Linked DNA regions of Mus musculus: all the other regions are linked to region 1. Evidence: chromatin contacts called from public HiChIP or PLAC-seq and promoter capture Hi-C data. All regions are on one chromosome and are shown on one strand. The core of a region is the stretch at or near the end of the contact, and the rest is flanking DNA. Distances in the headings are between cores, read along the strand shown.

The links. Promoter capture Hi-C pulls out the DNA fragments that hold promoters and counts their contacts. HiChIP or PLAC-seq counts read pairs in DNA pulled down with a chosen protein or histone mark.
Region 2: an H3K4me3 HiChIP or PLAC-seq map of forebrain shows a contact between it and region 1, with 8 times the contacts expected there. The contact joins the promoter of Cttn here to the promoter of Nadsyn1 in region 1. A contact is called at or near these places in 6 of 39 promoter capture datasets (the 3T3-L1 cell line, embryonic stem cells, hippocampal neurons and 2 more), 7 of 484 Hi-C or Micro-C datasets (the N1E-115 cell line, cortical neurons, embryonic stem cells and 3 more), 12 of 115 datasets of contacts at active chromatin or transcription factors (bone marrow-derived macrophages, craniofacial prominence, differentiating embryonic stem cells and 5 more) and 3 of 9 other capture datasets (adipose tissue, embryonic stem cells and pancreatic islet).
Region 3: a contact with region 1 is called in a promoter capture Hi-C map of neural stem cells. The contact joins the enhancer-like site here to the promoter of Nadsyn1 in region 1. A contact is called at or near these places in 3 of 39 promoter capture datasets (hippocampal neurons, liver and neural stem cells), 1 of 484 Hi-C or Micro-C datasets (the N1E-115 cell line), 5 of 115 datasets of contacts at active chromatin or transcription factors (astrocytes, embryonic forebrain, forebrain and 2 more) and 2 of 9 other capture datasets (adipose tissue and embryonic stem cells).

What each region holds. Positions count from the first base shown.
Region 1 is chr7:143,820,724-143,825,605 of GRCm38.p6, forward strand. It overlaps Nadsyn1 (NAD synthetase 1), which reads right to left and starts at 2,129. Exons shown (of 21, transcript NM_030221.2): 1 at 1,936-2,129; 2 at 449-509. The coding sequence starts at 2,020. Dhcr7 (7-dehydrocholesterol reductase) reads left to right here and starts at 2,444. Exons shown (of 9, transcript NM_007856.2): 1 at 2,444-2,817.
Region 2 is chr7:144,468,798-144,473,679 of GRCm38.p6, forward strand. It overlaps Cttn (cortactin), which reads right to left and starts at 2,138. Exons shown (of 18, transcript NM_007803.5): 1 at 1,892-2,138.
Region 3 is chr7:144,447,331-144,452,212 of GRCm38.p6, forward strand. Cttn (cortactin) reads right to left here. Exons shown (of 18, transcript NM_007803.5): 10 at 4,697-4,807; 11 at 3,648-3,758; 12 at 2,230-2,285. Among named protein-coding and RNA genes, the nearest start is that of Gm34561, 18 kb to the left of the region's middle. Within about 2 kb of position 2,406, at least 72 of the 459 cell types and tissues checked have an H3K27ac peak or open chromatin away from gene starts, as enhancers often do. A contact at or near this core is called in the N1E-115 cell line, liver and neural stem cells, where this site is marked.

The DNA.
Region 1 (4,882 bases), core at 879-3,378:
TCTAATAACTCCTCCGAATTCTGGCTCCGATCAGTTAGCAAAGAAGGCACCTGGAAGGTGGCCTAATGTCAGGGAGACAAGCAGGCTTCCTGGGACCTTTATATAATAAGATACCACTCACAGTGATTTAATACCGCCCCCCCCCCAAGTCTGCCTCTAAACACCATCACCCTGGGATGGAAGAATGTTGGCGGGACATTGAAACCTCAGCATCAGGGAAGGTGAGGCAGGTTGGCTTTATGTTCAACCTCACTCCCCTATTGAACCATGAGGAAGCCTGAAGTTATCCAGCTTCCCCAACCCGCCCGGAACAAGGCCCACTCTCAAGCTGCTGCCATCCTAAATGCATCTTCTTGCTCTCAGTTCTGCCCCATTTCTTCCCATCTTTTGTTCCACTACCTGCCCTCCAAAGGGTGGGGGTTGGGGCTGCCGGTGTGCTTAGCCATACCATATTTCTAGTTCTGGTCCAAGCCTGTATCTTGCACCTTTGCCTTTGGCAATTTGAATACCTATATGGAGAGAGAGGGAGGGAGAAGGATTCAGCAGCTAGGATACATTAAAAGGTAGAAAAAGCAGGCTGCTGTGGTAGATACAGCCAAAGCCAGGCTCCAACCAACTACAGCCCTTTCTGTTAATAGCAGAGGACAACAGGCACCTATACCCACGTGTAGGTATTCAGAAACAGGGAGGGTAGGGTGACCTTAGTACTAGGAGGGTAAGCCACACCTTAATGGATAATCATTAAGCAGACACCCAAATTGGCTATAAGGAAAAGCTGTAGACAGGATGTGAAGGCTTCCATCCCTAGGTTGGTGTCAGCATCCAGCACCCAGGTTGAGAGCTGCTGCCAACATGCAGGCAAGGCAGCCCATCTTCACCGCAAAGACATAGACTCTGACCACAAAATCAGGTCAAAAATTACTTTAAAAAATAAAAACGCCTGGGCTAGCCAGATGTCTCCGTAGGTAAAGTCACTCGTTGGTAAGCCTGACAAGTCTGAGTTCACTTAGACCAGTGGTTCTCAACCATCCTAATACCATGGCCCTTCAATACAGCTCCTCATGTTGTGGTGACCGTCTGCCCCCTCCCCCAACTAATTTTGCTGTTATAAACCATAATGTAAATATCTGAGAGGCTCGATATCTGATATTTGACCCTTGCCCAAGAGTCATTTGGCCCTCACAGGGGTTGTGGCTCACAGGTTGAGAACTGCTCACTCAGACCCACAAGGTGGAAGAGGACAGCTGACTCCTGCAGGTTGTCCTCTGACCTCCACATGCACATTATGGCGTGCATATGTACATGAAATAAATAATACATTTGGGTTTTTCTTGTTGTTTTGCTTGTTTCTTGTTTTTCCTATTTAGCCTTCCTGCAGAGGCTTCCAGCACGGATAACCTGAGGTGAGCAGTCTGCAGCTGGGCACAGAGTATCCCCAGTTCTATCTTCTGGGGGCAATGATGAGCTGACCTGAATGTCAACAATACAGGTATATGGAACGCCAACACCCTTCTCTGACCTGAGACCTCTTCTGGCTTCAGTATGCCTTCTCCCAATGCCAATCCATGAGGAATGTCCTCAGGAGCCCTAGAACACGGATCTCTAGTCTTTGCAAACGCCTAGATCTCAATGAAACAGTTCCAAGAATGCGCAGCCCTGCCCCAGGTAACCTTAGAGAGACCCACCAGATCCTAGAGGATGGATGAGGGCAGTGTCTGCCTGGCTGGCAGGGCACTCCTATTTCCACTCTTGCCTTGCTTCCTCACATGTCCCCCAAATTAGGAAGTCGCCCTGAAAGCTCACCAAGCATTACCCTTCTATCTGTTCCCACGCCCAGCGCTGTGAGTCTCTCCTGGGCAAAGCTGGCCTGGACTGCCATGTCCTACCCATTGTGGACTTTGACTTCTTCCTGTCTCCCGCCACCCCAAAACTCACTCTTTAAAATCCTCTGGAAATTGCCCTCAAAGTCCAGGGCCCACTGATTGAGTGCACAGGTGGCCACGGTCACTTTCCGGCCCATGCTGGTTACAGGTTCCAGGCTGGGACGGTGTAATAACGGAGACCACAGGGAAGATACTAGCCGGACTGTCCGGTCTACGCCTGCGTAGCTTGGTTTCCTAGAGGCCCCTCCCCACGGCTCGCCATAGCCCCGCCCCTCTGCCGTCATAGCCCAGCTTCTGCACCGCCTCCAGAACTGCGCCGGCGCAGACCGTGTCTTACCCGGAAGCCCCGTCCTTTCGCCCTCCACAGCCACACCCCTTCTCACTTTCGCAGTGCGCGCCCTTCCGTGAGACCCCGCCCCCGCGGAGATCCTGCACAAAGCGCACCCTTTAAAGTAGGGCCCTAAGGAGCGCCTGCGCAGTAAGGTTGTCTCAGCGTCCCGCTGTTGCCCAAGGTCAGAGCGTCCTGGATCATTTCCTTTGCCATCTGAGCGACTTTTGATAGGTCATGAAAGGCTTGTTTTCTGCCACCAAAAGTAATGTCAGGTTTGCTTTCTGTCGCTGTGATGAACACGTGGCAAAAAGCAGCTGGGGAGGAAAAGGGCTCACTTCACCTTATAGCTCATAGTCTGTAATGAAGGGAAGTTGAGGCAGGAACTGAAGCAGAGACCAAAGAGGACTTCTGCCCACTGGCTTGCTTGAAGGCTTACTCAGCCTGTTTTTTTTTTTTTTTTGCACCACTGAGGACCACCAGCCAGGGGTAGCGCCACCCACAGTGGGCCAAGGCCGTCACATCAATCATCGGTTATGAAAATGCTCCACAGACAAGCACAGGCCAGTCTGATGGAAGGGATCTCTCAAAGTTTCCACTTCGCAGGTGTGTTCAGTTAATTTGTGTCAATTTTGTCAGTAGGAGCTCACAGAGAGCTCACAGAGGGAATGGGTGTGTCCTGCTTCTTTGGCTCACAGCAGTCTGGATTCCCTGTGCATCAACCTGAGCCCTTTCTCATTCCTGTCCCTTTTGCGTTTGGGTAACACCAATCAAAGTAGATACAACTTTTTTTTTCCATTTTTTATTAGGTATTTAGCTCATTTACATTTCCAATGCTATACCAAAAGTCCCCCATACCCACCCACCCCCAATCCCCTACCCACCCACTCCCCCTTTTTGGCCCTGGCGTTCCCCTGTACTGGGGCATATAAAGCTTGCGTGTCCAATGGGCCTCTCTTTCCAGTGATGGCCGACTAGGCCATCTTTTGATACATATGCAGCTAGAGTCAAGAGCTCCGGGGTACTGGTTAGTTCATAATGTTGTTCCGCCTATAGGGTTGCAGATCCCTTTAGCTCCTTGGCTACTTTCTCTAGCTCCTCCATTGGGAGCCCTGTGATCCATCCATTAGCTGACTGTGAGCATCCACTTCTGTGTTTGCTAGGCCCCGGCATAGTCTCACAAGAGACAGCTACATCTGGGTCCTTTCGATAAAATCTTGCTAGTGTATTGTAGTGGCTATTCCTGGTTGTCAACTTGACAATATTTGGAATGAACTACAATTCGGAATTGGAAGGCTCACCAGTGACCCTTATCTGGAGGCTTGGAGATCCTTATCTGGATCTTGGTTTGAAGATCTTGAGCCATAGTGGCTATGGATTCCAGAAGATTTAATCTCCGAGTTAAGGAACACACCTTTAATCTGGGCTATGCCTTTCATTTGGGATTAAAGGTGTGGTGGAACACACCTTTAATCTGGGCTACACCTTTTGCTGGAGACAATATAAGGACATTGGAAGAAGGGAGTCTAGCTCTTGCTCTTGCTCCTTTGCCTGCTTGCTGCGTGAGACTGAGTAACTGCTAGATCCTTGGACTTCCATTCACAGCTGCGACTGAACAATTGTTGGGAATTCGGCTGCCGACTGTAAGTCATCAATAAATTCCTTTACTATTTAGAGATTATCCATAAGTTCTGTGACTCTAGAGAACCCTGACTAATACATGTATGCAATGGTGTCAGCCACTATGTTCATAGCAGCCTTATTTATAATAGCCAGAAGCTGGAAAGAACCCAGATGCCCCTCAACAGAGGAATGGATACAGAAAATGTGGTACATCTACACAATGGAGTACTACTCAGCTATTAAAAAGAATGAATTTATGAAATTTCTAGCCAAATGGATGGACCTGGAGGGCATCATCCTGAGTGAGGTAACACATTCACAAAGGAACTCACACAATATGTACTCACTGATAAGTGGATATTAGCCCAAAACCTAGGATACCCAAGATATAAGATACAATTTCCTAAACACATGAAACTCAAGAAAAATGAAGACTGAAGTGTGGACACTATGCCCCTCCTTAGAAGTGGGAACAAAACACCCTTGGAAGGAGTTACAGAGACAAAGTTTGGAGCTGAGATGAAAGGATGGTCCATGTAGAGACTTCCATATCTAGATACAACTTCTTTAGGTCTAGTTCCTCCTCAGCCATTTTTCCTCAGGCCCAGGGATTCAGGCCTCACTTCCTCCCTCAGAGGAAAGCCAATCTAGACCCTTCAGGCTGCGTCAAGAATGAAGTTCTTAGAATGTGTCTTGATAGATGGGCTACAGCGTCTGCTAGACACCTGTAAAAAGAAGGGCCAGCGTGTGAGTGACACAGCTCTGAGGGGAAAGTTTTCCCCAGTGTAAGTACTGCAGCTCTGTGGGAGTTTTCCTGGCAGTAGGAAGCCAAGGAATACTACAATTCACAGTGCATAGCAAATTTCACACAAGAAATTTATTAGGAAAGACACAAGAGGGTGGCTGCCTCTGCTCAGCCTAAAGGCAGCAGAAACCTGAGTGGGAGGCAGGCTTTATGTAGAGTTTCTTGGGGAAGGTGTATTTTTCAGGGTGGAGATTTCCAGGGTGAGGGATTGGTGGGATTTAAAGTCTTAAGCTTGGGAAAAGC
Region 2 (4,882 bases), core at 888-3,387, 650 kb after region 1:
CAGTGCACAGACGGAGTAGGCTAGCCTGCCCAGGACTCCATTAAGAGACAAGCTGGTAGGCAGACACGACCATGCCCAGGACAAAGACCAGGGGCACAAGGAGGTAAGGATGCTCAGGACGGTGCGGAGTTATGCCAGGTGCCTTCCCGACTAACAGGTCAAAGTCTGAAGGGCCAATTAAATTCCCTGGCATTTTACAAGGTGTTAAAGGCATAACTGTCATAAGCCCTCAATTAAAGGTCAGCTCTAGGGCCAGGGCTAAAGTTGGGTGGAGAAGCTGTCTAGCAAGGCCCAGGGTGCTCTGGAGACCTAGTACCACAATCAGTTCTTCAACCCCACCTCTGCACTCTTCTACATCTGAAGCTCCCACAAAAGCTGCTTCTCCCTCCTTCAAACTTCTGGTGACAACCTTCTCAGTCAAACAGAGAAGCAGTGTTGACTCAGGGCCTGAACTGGTGACTCACTCTGGGTGAGCCAGCAGAGGCCTGACCCCTGGTGGACGCTGGGGGAGGGGGGTGGGGGGTGGGCTGTAAGTTCTGACTGTGAGGGTCTACTGGGTGGTGAGGACTTACTGGAGCTTGGGCTACTTACTGGCAAGGCCCAGGCAGTGCAGCCAGGGCAAACCACTAGGAAGGGCTAAAGCCTCTGCTTGCTTCACTGGGCACAACAGGGAATTCCTTCTCCCTGGCCACAAGTCCCCATCCCTCACACGGACCAAGAGGAAACAAAGGAACATACCAGGCCCAAACACCTCTGCAGTGACTGGGCACACACCCAGGAGGAGGGGCGGCTGGATTCCAGGCTCCTTAGCTCCAGGAAGCAAGCTAGGCGCTTGGATTTCCATTGACCCCATTGCAAATTTCCCTCAGGTGCCCAGGCCTTTCCTCAGATGTTGGCCTCTCAGCCCAGTCCTGAGGACTAGAGACCAATGCTGGAACCCGGCTGCTCAGCCTTACCAACTTCCTACAGGTCCTTGGACCCTCATAATTCCACTGGGTTCTGGAACCCCAGGCTCCCCAGGCCCACCAGCTTCCCCCAGGCCCTCATCATTCCACTAGATTCTAGAAGCAAAGTCCCCTTACCCCCACCAGCATCTCCCAGGCCTCAGGTCTACATTCTTTTCCCAGGTTCTGGTACTCTGACTACCACAGACCCATAATTATGCACTCTGACCTAGAACACCCCAAACCGACTTAGCACTTCATCCTGGGTTCCTGCTCTGAAACCCCACCCCTTTCTTTATGTCCAAAATTCCTAGGGCCTGTGTCCTAGGGCCCGCCCCCTCAGAGCCAGACCGGCTGTGCACCCCTAGCTACTCCACAAATGACGGGATGAACGGCTCAGCATTGGTGTCCGAAACCTCCGATCCTTGCCCAATACCCGGGGCTCCGACGTCCCCATCCAGACCCTGCGACCCGGGACTTTGAGCCTCCAATCCTGGCCCTACACCCCGAATCCCGAATCCCAGCGCCACACCACAACCCCAACCCCCCGATTTCGGACCCACACCGCGAACCCTTGGCCTTGACTCTGCACCCCGGTTCCCCCTCCTAGCACTGCACTCCAACCCCCGATCCTAGCCCTGCAGCCCGGGTCCCGACGCCCGACCCCAGCCACACACCCCAAGTCACAATCCCGGCCCCACACCGCGAACACCGGGTTTTGGCCTGGAATCCTGACTCAGGGGTCCCAGCCCTACACTCCGAGGCCTCGACCAACAGATCCTGGCCCTGCACCCCTGGGCCCCGACCCTGCCCCGCACTCGGATCACCTGGGCCCAGTCCAGACCCTGTACCCCAACCTCCCGTCCAGGCCCGGCACCCTGACAACTCATCATCCCACACCCTTCCTGTCCCCCAGCAGCTCTCTAGGACGCCCATCCCCCGCTCACCGCACCAGCAGGGTCCACCAGGCTCCCGCCGCGCCCCGCCGCTCCCTGTGCCCGCTCACTTCCGGTTCCGCGGAGGCGGGGCCGCATCCGGGGCCACGCAAGATCCCGCCCTATTCCAGGCCGTCCCCGCCCCGTATTCCTGTTAGCTGATCAAGAAAGCAGGATACACAGTTCCAGGACTCATAGGCAGCTCGGCCGCCAGTCAGCTGCGGAGATCCGATTTAGAAACACCCGTCAAGCCCTGTCCAACACACATTCACCCTCAACCCAGCTTCCAACCATGTATCCACCCTGCAACTCTCTACCCACGCATGGATCTACACAGCATCATTCACTCCCCTGTCAATCTTCTACCCACCAATCCACCAATCTGTCCTTCTGCCCATCTACCCATACACCCACTCATCTAGCCATACATCTGTTCATCCATTCTTCCATCTATCTGCTTCCTATTGTGATCAAAAAACTGAACCCTGTCTCGAAAAACAAACAAAACAAAACAAAACAAAAAGAACTGATCAAATACAGCTTGGGGAGAAAACTGCTTATTTGGCTCATAAATTATAGTCCATCACTGAGGGAAGGAAGTTAGAACAGGAACTCAGGCAGGGCAGGAACTGAAACAGAGACTATGAAGGAGTGCTGCATACTGGCTTGCTCAGCCTTTCTTTCACATCCCAGGTCTACCAGTGTAAGGGTGGCAACCCACAACGGTGGGTTGGGCCCTTCTGAATCAATCAGTAACCAAGAAAATGCCCCCACAGACTAGCCTACAGGCCAGTCTGATGGCAATTCATCAACTGAGGTTTCCTCTTCCAAGATTACTCTAGTGTCAAGTTGACAAAAACTAACCAACATGTCACCTATACACCCATGTGTCAACCATCCATCTACTTATCTATCCATCCACTCATCTATCTGTCCTAGTTGACATTAACTGTCAACTTGAAACAGCCTAGAATCACATTTTTTTTTAAAAAAATCTCAAATGTGTACTTGTCTTATTTAGGTTATTCTGTGGGCATGATTGTCTTGATACAGGAGGGCCAACCCACTGTGGTCCATCCCTAGACAGGTGTCCTGGACTGTATAACAAAGCTAGCTAATAAGGCAGCGGCCAAGTGGATCACTTAGAGGCCAGTCTGGTCCTGATCAGCCAAGTGAGGGATTCTGTCTCTCCTGCCCCCCTCTCCAGAAGGAGGAGGAGGAGAAAGGAGATGAAAGAGGGAGGTTAGGGATGTAATTCAGTGGTAGAGTGCCTGTCTAGTATGTACAGGGCCCTGGTACCAACCTTAGCACCACAAGGCAGAAAACAAAAGGCTAAACTGTCAAAATTTATGAATAGATCAGGAAGGAAAAAGAGATGTCAGGTGTCAGAGGAGAATGTTCCCATGTGTGTGTGCACAATTCACATGTAAGTGTGCATTCAACTGCATGAGCACACATACAGAGGTCCAAGGACACATTCTGGCATCTTCCTCAGGAAGGCCACTCACTGCTTGAGACAGGATCTCTCTGGCCTGCAGTTCATCCACTAGGCTAAGCTGGCTGGTCAGCAGGCCCCAGAGATCCTCCTGTCTTTGCTTCTCTGCTGAGGGGATTGCAAATGTGCACCACTCCACCCACCATCCTCTCATTGGTTCTGAGGATCACACTCAGTCCCTCATGCCTGCAGAGCAAACACCCAGCCATCTCCTAGCATAGGGTAGTTGTTGTTGTTCTTGTTGTTTTAGTAAAACCATGGTCTCAAGTGTTTTGTTAAATAAAAACTACAGGCATCATTTTATACTAAGTACCTAAACCGTGCCCAACAAGTGGGGTCAGTCACTTAAGCTAAGTTCCACGTACCCAAGCTGAAAAGCCAAGCTCTATTCTTGAACCAGGGACAGTGGTGTGTGCCTGAGTCCCTGTGATGGGGCACCTGAGACAGGAAGATGGCTTTTGCCTGAGCACCATAGTTGAGAACTCACCTCCAAACCAGAGATTTGTTTACCCTTCTGAGAAGAGGTAGCAGCTAGAAAATCAGTAACTTCCAAATCACACAAGGACCCCCCTCTTGCTGTAACTCTCACATGGGAACAGCTTAGAATCAGAGGTGCAGGTCAGTGAGATGGCTCAGTGGGTAAAGGTGCCTGCCACCAAGCCTGACAACCTGAGTTCAATGCTAGTAAAATAAGTAGCCCACTGTGTGTCTTGGTTTCTTCAAACTATTCACTGGGGTGTACCTCAAAACTACCACCAAACAAACAACACAGCCTTCTCCCCTCAGCTCCAAAGAACTACTGACTCAACAAAGTGCTGCTATATTCTAGACTCAAAGTCAATTAAGATCCATCAACTAATGAATAATTTGCCCCCATAATATTCACAAAAGCCTGAGGTCAGAAGAACAAGTGAACAGTGTTTTCTGGCCACAGCAGAACTGCTGTACTCAAGAACTCCTAACAGCTGTAGTTGCTGGCACAAGATTAAGCCAATCAACATCCCAGAATGGACTGGGGATGGGGCTCCCACCACTAGCTCAGGAGCTATTGGCAGTTGATAGCTGCTGGAGGGGGTAAGACTGGTTTTGTTGATGGTATGGTTCCTGGTAGGTCAAGTAAGCATGCACACCCATCCACCCACCCACCGAGCCATACATCCACCTATGCAGCCCTCAGTCCATCCATTTACCTCCTCGGGGCTGGGATTCCCAGTGCACACCTCTGTTTGGCTTTTTCTGTGGGTGCTGGGGACTCAGGCCTCAGGTTTGTCCTGTAATCACTACTGGCAGAGCCATCTCCCTAGCCACCGCCTAGCCTCCCACATAGATCTTATTTGATTCAATAATGACGAAAGGAGTAAGATTTTCAGTCTTTTAAAGAAGTGGAAGTAAGTTGATTTGCAAGTATGGATCGTCTGTCTTTGAGGCCAAACAGTTTGTATCCTCCAAAGCTCAGCCCGAAGAGACCAGCGGTTTCAGGAATGAACCAGGAGCCCTGGAATGCAGAA
Region 3 (4,882 bases), core at 1,156-3,655, 630 kb after region 1:
ACACACTTAGTTCCTTATGTCTTCTGCAACAGGGCTCTCAGCCACCACACACCTGGTCTCCTGCCACCTTACCCAGCCTCCTTGCTCAGTCTATTCCAACTGGCAGAGGTAAAACCCTGAGGGGTGCCCCTCAGCATGCTGCATGGCCCTCCCCTGCCACTGAGGCAGCCTTGCAGCATCCTGGCTGCCTAAGGCCTTATCACTCTCATCTTCTCTACCCAAGTCCCCCAACTCTGCAAGCCTCCACCACTGCCTGGAATCACACCAAGCCCGCCCTCTGCTCTGTCGAGTGCTGGGTTACAGGTGTGTGCAGCTGTGCCCGGACTCAGGCTCCTTCAGTAAAGGCTGAATGTTCCATAGGCTTCCCCCACAGCAGGAAATAGAATCGCCACCCTCACTCTTCCATATCTGCAATGACCTTGTTCCCAAAGCAGGCTCCTGTCCCATCCTCTGCTTTGTCACTGACCATCTGCCCTCAAACCTCAGCCCAGGGACCAGTGAGAGGGTTCACTGGGTAGAGGCACTTGCCTCCAAGCCCAGTGTCCCGAGTTCAAACCCTGGGACCCACATGGTAGAAACCAACTCACACAAGCTGTCCTTTGACTACCAAGTATACTTGGTGGCACATACACATATACATGCATACACACAATGAGTTTGTTTTTGTTTTGGAGACAGGGTTTCTCTGTAAAGGCCTGGCTATCCTGAAACTCTCTGTAGATCAGACTGGCCTTGAACTCAGGGATCTGCCTGCCTCTGCAACCTGAGTACTGGGATTCAAGGTGTGCACACCACCTGACTACATATCATCATTCTTAAACTCAGTTCATCTTGCTTCCTCAGGGCCAGTTAGCACAAGCCACCAGCTTTGCTCTAGGGGTCTCCTGTGAGATACCCTGGTGACCTGGGAGATGCCCAGGATGAAGCCAACCACAGTGAGCTGAGTCTAAAGGAAGAACAACTCAGGGGATGACCCAGGCACGCCATGTGTGACCACAGTCAAGGGCAGGAAGGAACATTGGCATCTGTGCAGTTGAGAGTATGCAGCTCACCTCAGGCAGAGGAAAGCAGCCCCTGCCAGACCACTGGAGAACCCACAGAGCTGTCTAGCAATAGCTTTCCCCACCACTGGCTGACATACTAGAAAAACAACTTTCACCAGCTCACAGCTGACCTTACAGGGTTCTGGAACTGATTAAAAGCAACAACAGGCTGATGAGGGGATCTGGAGAGAAGGAGCAATCTGTTACCACAGGAACACGCTTTCATGACTAAAAGACAAAGCTGGACAGGATGGCACTGGCCACCAATGCCAGACCCCGAAGGCCGAGGCAGAAGCACCTCAAGTCCCAGGCCTGCCTGGGTGGCACAGCAGGACCCTATCTGAAGGAAAAAGTGAAAAAGGGCAGGCTAAGGCCCAGGATGTCCCAGGTGCTGGCCCACTGCAACAAGACTAGTAAGTAGTCCAGTTCCCCCGTCTGTGGTAACAGACAGTGACTAAATGTGGCCACTAAGCAATTCTGAGAACTGGTTTTTGCCTGGCTTTCTGCTAATAATTAAAAGTTCAAGCCAGGCAGTAGTGGCGCACACCTTTAATCCCAGCACTCGGGAGGCAGAAGCAGGCAGATTTCTGAGTTTGAGGCCAGCCTGGTCTACAGAGTGAGTTCCAGGACAGCCAGGGCTATACAGAGAAACCCTGTCTCGAAAAAACAAAACAAAAAAAAAACAAACAAACAAACAAAAAAAAAGTTCAAATAGTCAGGCTGGAGAGATGGCTCAGAGGTTAAAAGCACTTGCTGGCTGCTCTTCCAGAGGTCCTGAGTTCAATTCCCAGCACCACATGGTGGTTCATAACCATCTATAATGGGATCTGGTGCCCTCTTCTGGTGTGCAGGCACACATGCAAGCAGAACACTGTATACGTAATAAATAAAGCGTCAGAAAAAAAAAAAAGGTCAAATAGGTCCCAAGACCCTTGTATCAAGTGCCTCAATTTCACCCAAGATCCCTCCTGCTAACTGCTGTGCTGTGACCAAGTACTCAGCTTGGTTGGCCTCAGCCCCACATGTGAAACAGAATGAACCCACAGTGTGCCACATGAGGTATGCAGGGTTCCCAGGTGGCCACTCCAGAGCCATGGAATGATATACCTAATGTCACTGGACAGACCTCCATGTAGTGAGCCAACGGCCCTCGGAAGACATCCCCACCATGGCTCACCAGTCTTACCTTGTCCATCCGATCCTTCTGCACCCCATACTTCCCGCCGAATCCTTTGGCATAGTCTAAAAGGTGGTAAAGGTGAGACTTACGTGAGGCTGAGGATGGGCGAGCAGTGGCAGGCACATGCGCATGGATCCACAAACAGCCCGGGGACACAGACCAGAGCGGAGGGACGTGAAAGCTGCCCGAGGACAGGCTCTCCTGGCAGAGCCAGCTGTCTAACCACAGTGCCCAGTGCAGGCAGGGAGTAGGAGAGGTGTGGGCATGCTTCCAGGAATGGGGACAGGGAGGGGATGGGCGGCAGGCCAGCGGGAAGGAAGCCAAGGAGGGAGGACACAGGACAGGCCTTTGCAGTGCACACTTCTATAGCACAGTCTTCGCACCAGCCAGGGCCTTATTCTCATCTGCTTCCTGGGCGCCTGCTCTACTGGGCACTAATTAGAGGCCCCATCGTGGTTTGTTCTCTTGCTTTTTAAAAGAAAAAACAAAAAACAAAACAAAACAAAAACTCTGTGTGGAAATGCCACCAGACAAGTATGTCTGTTGCTGCCACACACAAACACATGAAAGTGACAGTCATGCAGCCTTGACATCACAGGAACCAATGGCCACCTCCACACAATCTGCTGGGCCAGCACCAAGTACATTCACTCTGGGCCTGATGGCATCTGGGAGCCCACAGTCCACCCTGATCCAGGGAGTCACAGGCCTCTGCCTGGGTGCTCAGCTTCTAGGAACCAGGTTGGCTCTGGGAACCAGGTCTGACCTCTCAAAGAGAAAAACTGCAATAGCTTCTGAGATCCCCAGGGCATGCCTCCACCTGCCAGTATCAGCCACACACAGTGTGCACTAGGGTAAGGCTCTGGGTGGAGACAGATACTACACACAAGTCCGTGTGGCCAAAAACCAAAACAAACACACACATAAAACCTTGTATACCTGGCCAAAAAGAAACAAAAACAAAAACAAAAAACAAAAAACAGCAACAAAAATCCACACCTCTGTAAACAAAGACACAGGGAGCACATGAAACACATCTTTCATTCTCCACCACCCCAGTGTGTGGTTAACATCAGGTCTGAGAGAAGCAAACCCAACTCCCTATGGGTCAGAGAGTCAGCGCTGGGGGTCTGCAGCGATGAGGCCAGAGGTGTTCCCTGCAGATACTATACCAACCTGGCCTGCAGAGTGCCTCCTAACCTCAACCCAGAAGGCTGGAGGGAAAAAAAGAACAGGGGTGGGGTGGGGGAGGAAAAGGACCAAGCTCCGGGATGTTGCTCTAGCATGACACTTGAGTGGAGGCCATCGCTGGCAGCTGGCGGCACAGGGAACTGTCACAGGCACTGCGGTAAACCCTGAAGTCTGCTCCAAGTCAGCTGCACTGCAAGGGCTGGTGGGGGGGTGGGGGTGGGGGGGAACTGTGCCTTGCTGGGACTCGTGCTTGGCCAATCTCTCCTTGTAATCAAACCCCACAGCGGAGGAGTCCTGCCTCTCGGACTGAACACCAAATTTGCCTCCGAAACCAGTCTTATAGTCTGGAGATCCACGGGAGACAGTGAGGAGCATGACCGAGAGAGGAGACAGCTAGGTTAGAATCACGGGAACACGCGCACTGGTCCAGTACGTCATGTTCAGACCTCTGATCTGGGCCTGTTGATCTAACATTGACCAAAGCGTAAAGGAACAAACAAACTTAAGGTCAGTAGACTTCAGCTGAGACGCAGAAGCAGGATCAGAACTGGATGGTAAAGTTTAGTTAAAGCTACTCCAGGCTTCAAGGTTTGCCTGAAGGGACGGCTGAATACAGCTACAGGGTTTTACCCTCCTCAAACCAGCTTTCCCTGGGACAGAGTTCCCACTGTGACAAGAAAAATTCCTAATTAGAACAGAAGTGTGCAAGGATTTGAGGGAGACTCAGATACAGACCCTGCCCAGCACAGACCAGTTCCTGGAGTTCTATCTCCAGAACTGCAGAAAGAAGTGTGCCTTCAAGCCGGGCGTGGTGGTGCACGCCTTTAATCCCAGCACTAGGGAGGCAGAGGCAGGCGGATTTCTGAGTTCAAGGCCAGCCTGGTCTACAAAGTGAGTTCCAGGACAGCCAGGGCTACACAGAGAAACCCTGTCTCGAAAAACCAAAAAAGAAAAAAAAAAAAGTGTGCCTTCCACATATCAGAGCCCACCTTATAAAGGAGAACCCAGGAACCTGGAGGACAAAGGACCCCTCCAAGGGTGCCGCAGTAACCAGGCTCCCAGGGGCTGCAGCCTTGGCATGGGGTGAGATGGGACGGATCACCCTATCCCCCTGCTGCCTATGGGGACTTCTGGAACTAGTGGAGACATGGACAACTTCACATCGTGAGAACAAAACTCAAGACAGAAACGCGGCTGACATGAAGCACGTGACCCACCGAGGGACGACACGAGCGTCCCAGAGGGCCCTGAAGAAAGCAGGGAGTGGGGCTAGAGGAGGTACCTTTTTGGGATTCATGCAGCTGCAGCTTCTCCTGATGGTCCCAGCCAAGGGCACACTTGTCCTGTCTGTCTGTCTGCACACCAAACTTTCCTCCAAAGCCTTTTACATAGTCTGCATGCACAACAGAAAGCCATACCCCAGCATTACTGCACAGCCCAGGACAAAGAGGAGGTGGGTTTCAGATGC